Regions from separate parts of the Zea mays genome. Here regions 1 and 3 are each linked to region 2. A link is a contact called in public Hi-C data. All regions are on one chromosome and are shown on one strand. The core of a region is the stretch at or near the end of the contact, and the rest is flanking DNA. Distances in the headings are between cores, read along the strand shown. Region 1 has its middle 53 kb from the start of LOC103641005. Region 2 holds the start of LOC100383024 (Diacylglycerol kinase 2). Region 3 holds the start of LOC100191178.

Region 1 (2,700 bases), core at 50-2,549, 460 kb before region 2:
AAATTAGTTAAATGACCAATAAATAGATAAAGAAAGGTTGATCTCTTGATGATAATTTTTGGTGATATATTTTATGGAAAACATAAACTTGATCTCCAATTTTAAATAAAACATAAGATAGAAAATGAGAAAGAGAATTTTAATGAAACCATTTATTCCTCCCCTAAATAAATAACAAGGAAAATAATAAATAATAATATTGAAAATAGTAGAGGTTATATTCGCCTTAGTTTTAATCTTGGCACCTGGGAAATTCGAAGTTCAAAACATGAGTTTGGTTTGAAATTGAAATAGGAAAAGTAAAATCAGAAAAAAAGAAAACACTAAAGCCATCATGGGCCGACTACCCTCCCTAGCGGCCCAATACTATCCTATCACTCTTGCCTGGCCCGCCTGGCTCTCCCACGTTGCGTGCGCTCTGAGTCACCGGCCAAGTGGGCCCGCATCGCCAGCCTCCTTGCTCGCGCGCGTGCTTGCTCCGTCTCACTACCATGTGGGCCCGTCATGTCAATACCTCCCTTCAACCTCCGGCACTGGACCTGCCGCACGGATTCCACTGGGGGCGCATGCCTCGCAACAACCTAAGTGCTCCTCTGCCCTATTAAAACCCGGCTGAGACCCCCCTTCCTCATCCTCTCAGATCGTTGTGCCGAGAGCCACTTCGTTGCTGAAAGCAGAGACAAACGGGCCCCCGCCACCATAGATCCACCGCGAGTGAACTCAAGGAGAAGTGGAGTATTGACCTTGTAGTGGACATGAACGCGATCAACAGGGTCTTACAAACCTGTCTGGCGTGTCGTCAAGCTAAGGGTTGGGTAGTGGCGGCGGGACTCCTCGTCGAACGTCCCCTACCATCGCGCTTCTGCCTTGCGCCGTGTCCTAGGTGCCTGGTCGTATAATTCGCGGTAAGAGCACCCCTCTCAGTTTCGTATTGCCTTCAATTTGGTTTTGCACCTTACAGGGGCTAGCATCGCGCTCGGGGGTGAGTTCTGGTGTGGAGCGGCAATGGCGCTGCCGCGGTGAGTAGAGCACCATCGTCGCCGGCGTATTCTAGGGGGGAGATCACCATGGACCGACGATCTAACAAGCAACGGTTTGGATTAGATTACGAATAATGGTTCGTGCTGGGCGATCCGATGCGTCCAAACGCAATCGGGCGGTCGAGATTAGAGGTTGGGTACCCAGTCGTCCGATGACTTATGCACCATTGATTTTGGATCGGTCGGTCATATGTCATGCGTCAGTATTTAAAAATCCCCACCGTTGATCACCAATCTGACGATCGCCTTTGGGTACCGGTTCGAGTAGGTGCTCGATTTAATCTATGTCGTTCATATCCGATCGCACGACCAGGAATAGACGGTACCTCATCAGCCGGGTAGTTTCACAAAAGGGACATTGTACTTTCTGGTAACTAACCTGCCATCCACGCTAGTGTTAGGAATCCTTCAGATCAGTCCTTGCATTTTTCATAAAAGCCCCTGATCATCTTCATAATTGCGCCCAGGTCCTGAAATCCTTAATAATGATAGAATTAAAACCTAGAATTTAATAAATCCATATCTCCTTCATTTTAACCCCGATTTGGTCCATTCAAATTGCGTTAGCTTTGCAATAATATTGCCTACGTTTCGGTAACCTTACTTTATCAAATAACAGGGGTTCAAAAATAAATATTCATTCAACCTATGCTCAAGGGATTAAATCTAATAAACAAAGTTAATATATCCATAATAATAGTGGGACTAAAATATAACCTCTAGTCGAATTATAAAATAGATTAAAGATAAATTATTGATTTATTTGTCATTTCGAACTTATATTAAACAATAAAGAATAAAGTATTTACTGTTTAACTACCTAGATCTCGAGAATATTATATCCTTTTAATCATAACTCCGGTTTAACCGTTCTCGAACCCACAATCTCGTAGCGACGCGTAGATTATTATTATGCATTTTGTGCTTATGTTTGGTGTGATGTTAATTTTGCCTATACCATGTTTGTTTGTATTGCTACGTATAGCAGTGAGGTCACGAGAATCTGAAGAGCATCATGGTACCTGGAATCTTGAGTCTCAAGCAAGTTGTGCCCTTGATCACTTTTATTTACCCTATAATGTTCTCTATAATCATTTTGGCATGCGTAGGCTTAATTTTGATGGGACCCAATAGGTCACCCTAGTTTGGTTATCTTTACATCTTGTTTACCCTTGAACTTTTGGGTAGTCTTTGCTATTGCTATATATGGTTTTAGGTGTTGAGATATCTATTACATATGGTCATTCTTTATTATTATTGTTCTATTTCTGTCCATGATAAGACCATTATGTTAATTGGAACATCGAGCTTAACTTGAGAAACACGTGCCACCACAAGGGTGGAATGGGACGCCCTTGGCTGACTAATTAAGAAAGCTAGTGGAGGAATACCTTACCCGAAAGGGGCAAGGGCAGTAGGGGAGTAGGCGTGTAGGGAGGTTCCCGGGTTGATTTAGCTGCGATGGCGGTCAGACGGGGGATTCCTGCATTGCTCTTCCTAGAAACTGTAGCGGGTTTTCTGAAGCTAGTGGAACTTTGTAAAGGCCTCGTAGTGTTACCCTGCCTCGTCTCCTCGGTAGAGGTGAATGAGACTTCTAGACCCCTTGGAAACCGGGTGACATGACTTGTGGGTAAAGGGTACCACCTCTGCAGATTGTAAA
Region 2 (2,708 bases), core at 62-2,561:
TTCCGCTTTTACTCTGATGAAGTGTAATGTATGTGAAATGAAATATGCGCTCTCGGGTGATGTTGAGGAAGATACAAGAACCATGCCCTGTCAAGCTGTTGGGTGCATCTGCATGGCTGTCTAAAGTCCTTGGGACGAGGACAGGTGTAGATGGGCCTAATATCTTTGGAGATTCCATCACAGCTGGTATCGAAGCGGTGCCCATTTCTTAGGACATTACTTATTATTTCAAATGGTTTTAAACTACTTACCTCAAAATATTTTTTCATTCTTACCTTGATCCATTCTTGTAGCAACTTACCTTCTAGGAAGTTGGATGGAAGAGTGCATACTAATAGGCTATATTAAAGAAGTATGGGCTCAACAAGCAGTTGATTCCCATGATCGTAGGATCATGCATGCATCATGTTTAAATCATACTAAGTATCTTTGACCCTAGTTGTAGTGAAATGGCACGCACAAAGACCACACTCCGGAAAGAAACTGGACCTCAGGGTGTGCCTCGTCATCAGTTGGCTCCTCGCCATGAAGGGAGCAGCAGTGGGAGTAACGATCCCATAGGAGACTTGGAGGCTAGAGTCGAGTGTATAACTGCAGAACTGTGACATGGAGGCAGGGAGCGAGCATGTGGTAGCCACCACATCGCTGAGCTGTCAGGAGAAGTGGAACACCTACAACGGGAGTTGGTCGAGTGTGATGAGGCTATAGATTGGGCTCTGAACTCACGATTCGTAGCATGGGATTGTGAGACAATCGCTCGAGCCCATGTGGAAGAGCTGAGTCTGGCTCTGAAAAATCTGTAAGTGTACAATAACATTCTGCACGAAGAAGTGCATGTGTTGTATGACTAGCTGTATCCATACATACCACAAGAAGTCACCGAGATGGGTGCAGGCGCAGCTAAAGCCAGTGGAGGAGGACCTTATGGAGCGTTGGATATCTTTAGAGTTCATTCTTCTATGAATATCGTGGAAGATCCCTCTGCTAAAGTTGGTGGTAGATTTGGAGCGACAAAAGATGCCGAGGACAAGAGTAGTATAATAATAACATGATAACGTGATAGTGTATCACTAATAGACTGGAACGGAGTCTAACCAACTCGGCTAGACTTGCTGTTTGAATGAAACATAAAAGTTGGTTTGGTTCGAGCTGGTTCAGATTTTTAAATCTCTCTAAGCCAAGTCTAAGCGAGACCGAGTTTTTTTTCAGCGTTTGGTACCCTCTGCCCCTGAGGCCGGATCCTCCCATCTAGCTTTCCTTTTTAAACGCACGCCACGACGCCGATCGGCCCCCACCCACGACGATCTTCGAATTCTCCTCCTCTTTTCCTTCCTCTTCTGCAGCGCCAGCGCCAGCGCCGACCGAACCCAACGCCAACGGCACGGCAAGCCAAGCGAAGCGGAGCAAGGGTTTGCTCGCCCCACACCCGTCCCGCGGCCGAGGTGAGCTCTCGCGATCCTACCGAATCTGTTGCGTGTACCGGCCTACCTGGGTGGGAATCGGCTGGGGGTTGTGTTGAAATGAATCCTTGGGGAACGGGCGGGGAATGCGGGATCCCGTGCGTGCGCGGATCCAGGCCCTGCCGCCGAGCTGCTTAGCGACCGCGTTGGCTCGCTGTTTCTGTTAGGATTCGGTTCGGTTTGTGTTGCCGTGTTCCTATTCTGTTGGTCGACCGATGATGATTCCGTGCAATCCGATGCTGGATTCCTACGCTGCAATCGGAGGAAAGAATTGATTTCCGTCTGGGAGGTTCGTCTTCGGAGGCTGGATTTGTTCCTGGTTTGAGGCGTGAGCCCTGGGGGAATGTGATGAATCGGAAGGGCTTGCTTTCCATTTAAACATGCCTTTCTTTCGTCTCCAGATCAGGAGAAATAGTCGATCCCCGTGGTTGCGTAGGGTGCCGCTACCGCAGCATGCACTGCAGCTCTAGTCTAGGATGGTACTTCTGTTTGCCAGCGGTGCGATATTCTTGCGATAGCCTGACAAACTGGCGACTCACGGGTCGTTGTTCTTGCTGTTGCTGCAGGCTCTGCTTCTCATCGTGACAAGCCTGGCGAACTGCCATGGACCTGGTGGGATCCTTGCTCCTGAGCATGGCACGTCTGCTTGACCCATCCGGTCTCCACTTCGTGGGCTGGCTCGTCACCGCGGGCTCCATTGGTCTTGCCGCACTCATCTACGCTCTCCTCAGGCTGCAGCGTGAGGCGGCGTTGTACTGGACCAAGGCGACCAGGGAGAAGCGTGCCGCATGGAGGAGATTGCGGTGCCCTAGCTCCTGCCACTCGTGGTCTGAGGACTACTTCCACGGTGGCCAGCCATCGACATGCTGCGTTTGCCTGTCGTCCCTTGGCTCCACGCAGGGCGTCGACATGGTTCACCGCTGCTCTGTTTGCGGCGTGGCTGCACACTCAAACTGCTCTCCCCGTGCAGAGAAGGATTGCAAGTGCGTTGCACAGGCTGGCGCTTCGCCCTTGCTGCATCACTGGTCTGAGAGGTGGGTGGAGCTGGATGACAACCCGGAGATATCCTCCTCCTGTTACTACTGTGATGAGCCGTGCGGTGTGCCTTTCCTTGGAGTCTCTCCTATATGGCGTTGCCTGTGGTGCCAGCGGCAGATCCATGTTGATTGCCATGCAAAACTGTTGAAGGAAACCGGAAACACTTGTGATCTTGGCCTTCTCAGGAGGCTTATAGTTCCTCCCCAATCA
Region 3 (2,700 bases), core at 15-2,514, 350 kb before region 2:
TTTTGTAGTTTCATAAACTACGAGAGATATAGGTTTAATGAAACAAATTTTCTTTTATTTTGTCATATGAAGAAATGATCAAAATATAAAGTGTACATCTTGATGAGTTATACAAATTTGTAGTTGAAAACTTTTTTATTTGAATTAATTTACTGCTTTAAAATGTGATTTTTAAATTGTCTTTAACTAGTGTTAAAAAACACTCGGCAAAAAAACACTTTACCTAATGTCCAAAATAAAACACTTGCCAAAAAACTATTTGCCGAGTGTCAAAAAAACACTCAGCAAATAAACTCTTTGCCCCAAGTCAAAAACACACTCGGCAAAGAAACTCTTCGCCGGAAAAAACACTCGACAAATCATTTGATATTCGGCAAAGAGCTGAATTCCGGTAGTGGTAGTTGTTTTTATCTAGAGACTATCTGACCATTTATTTACAAATACGACTCCGGCCCTACATGTGTATGTGTCCCTATTAATTAGAAAATATAAATTTGATTCTTTTACTTTGTAGTGTCTTGGATCTGTGAAGTCCAATGTACTATAGTATTACATAAACATCCCTACATACGAAAATAACAATCAAGATATATACACGTATGGAAGCCATATATACATGTGATGCATGAAAAAAAGTGATGTCGTTGCTACATATAATCTTACAGTGACACACTAAACATAAAAAGCAATATATGGTTTAGGATTTGAACAGCCAGAGTGCAGTTTCATTAGCATTTGTAAAGAATATCCATATCCATGACAAAAAAAGAAAACATGCGCATGCATATAGATATATAAATGCATGTAGTAAATATATATATGTGTATACCGACTAAATCGGCAAGGTTGTAGCCATTCGTGAACCGTCCTGAGACGGCGCCGGCGGTGCCAGCATGGAAGTCGATGCCGTACGGAGATGCAGCACGGGGTGCAGGCGGCGGCAGGAAGTTATTGTTTCCGACATCGACCAGCGAATCACCGAACACAAACATCAACGGGACTGACAAGCGCTTCTGCTCAACGTCAGTTTCAGCGGCACCCAAGGACGAGCGGCTAGCGATGCACACGAGGAGTACCAGAGAAATGACCGCTCTATCATTAGTACCCATGGCTTTACTGGGCGGGTTAATCAAACGAAGATGATGGAGTATATCTTAGATGTTTTCTTTTTTTTCCCTCGCTCGCTCTAAACACACATAGCTAGTAGCTTGTTGCTGCTGCCAAGGGACGGATGCTTTCTGAGTTGGAGCTCTGTTTGTTGGCTTTGGAGTTTGGAGTGAGGAGGGATGCTTGAAGCCTGGTGGTATTTATAGTGTTAGATCCAACGTGATACACGCTGCTTCACGTACAGTGACGCGATTATTGGAATGTATTACTGTGTTCAATTCGGTGCGGGTAGGTAGGTAGCTAGACGCTTCTTTCTCCACATGACATTCGTACTGAACATGGTGGTTGGGAGTACGTGACAATTAAGATAACACAACCACGTAGGTGTCTTTGGGTTCACGAAATATAACGTAAATGATAATGATAATGATTCATACTTGAATACCGGTGATAACAAATTTAAATAAGGCGGTATCCATTTTATAGTGTACTATCGATTACGGTTAACTTAAACAAATATGATTTAACGTTATCGGTTACCCATTACGTTACCAATATGTGAACCAAACAGCACAATATTTTCAAAAAAAAATAGCAACGTGCACAAAGCAGGGAACGGCCACCGTGGAATATAATTATTCTACTTTCTACGTGTATCTTTGTCAACGTCAAATCTATATCGTCACTGCAACTGACCAGCCCCTCCCCAAAACAATAAAACAGGAAATGTACGACGACTTTGTAAGAAACCGTCGACAGTTATGTTATATCCGACGGTACCTAGTAGCCGTCGAAAGTAACAGTTAAGTCCTACGGCCCTAGTGACAGCCGTCGGATATGTAAGAAAAATGGACCTCACCCATTTGACTAATTGATTTTGATGTTTGATTATCAACATAGCCCGTGAACTAATGTGATTGATAGTGTTTGTGTTTGTAGTATGATGCTAAAACGACTTGGACTAAGGCATTGAGGAAGCAAAACCTCAAAGGAAGACATTAAGAAGACCATATGTGAAGATCAACGAGTATCAAGCAAAGTCCAAGACAAGAAGAAAGTGTTGCCACTGGCGGACCGTCCAGCCCAGAGCACCGGACTGTCCGGTGGCACCCCAGACTGTCCGGTGCCACACTGCCGGACTGTCCAGTGCATCAGGGAACAGTAGCCTAATGACTAGTTCCTGGTGACAATATGGAGGAGAGCCACCGAACTGTCCAGTGTGACACCGGACTGTCCGGTGCAAGGCTGACAGCGCCAATGGTCACCTGCTAGATCCAACGGCTATTGGTGCACCAGACAGGGCATCGGACTATCCGGTGTGCCGCAGAGAGCAACAACTTTTCTCCAATGGCTATATTTGAGTTGGGGTCTATATATACTTCACCCAACCAGCCATTTGAAGGTGTGGGAGCCCAATCAATATACCAACACATGTTGTAGATATTTTCAATTGCCCAAACACCCAAGTTCTTAATAGAATCACTCGGTGATTAGCGTAGGTGCTTTGCGAAGTGCTTAGGTTAGTTAGAACGCTTATGCGCTTGCTCTAGGTGAATCCTAGTTAGTTGAGTGAGTTTATAAAAACCTACAAAA

Evidence for each region. Hi-C and Micro-C count contacts between places; a contact is called where the count stands out from the background.
Region 1: a contact with region 2 is called in a Hi-C map of leaf, with 4 times the contacts expected there. The contact joins the enhancer-like site here to the promoter of LOC100383024 in region 2. A contact is called at or near these places in 2 of 25 Hi-C or Micro-C datasets (leaf and tassel).
Region 3: a contact with region 2 is called in a Hi-C map of tassel, with 2.4 times the contacts expected there. The contact joins the promoter of LOC100191178 here to the promoter of LOC100383024 in region 2. A contact is called at or near these places in 2 of 25 Hi-C or Micro-C datasets (ear and tassel).

What each region holds. Positions count from the first base shown.
Region 1 is chr10:34,040,885-34,043,584 of Zm-B73-REFERENCE-NAM-5.0, reverse strand. No RefSeq gene overlaps it. Among protein-coding and RNA genes, the nearest start is that of LOC103641005, 53 kb to the right of the region's middle. Within about 2 kb of position 1,299, at least 18 of the 20 cell types and tissues checked have an H3K27ac peak or open chromatin away from gene starts, as enhancers often do. A contact at or near this core is called in leaf and tassel, where this site is marked.
Region 2 is chr10:33,583,950-33,586,657 of Zm-B73-REFERENCE-NAM-5.0, reverse strand. LOC100383024 (Diacylglycerol kinase 2) reads left to right here and starts at 1,311. Exons shown (of 8, transcript NM_001175703.1): 1 at 1,311-1,442; 2 at 2,027-2,708. The coding sequence starts at 2,064.
Region 3 is chr10:33,935,756-33,938,455 of Zm-B73-REFERENCE-NAM-5.0, reverse strand. It overlaps LOC100191178, which reads right to left and starts at 1,264. Exons shown (of 5, transcript NM_001136613.1): 1 at 830-1,264. The coding sequence starts at 1,109.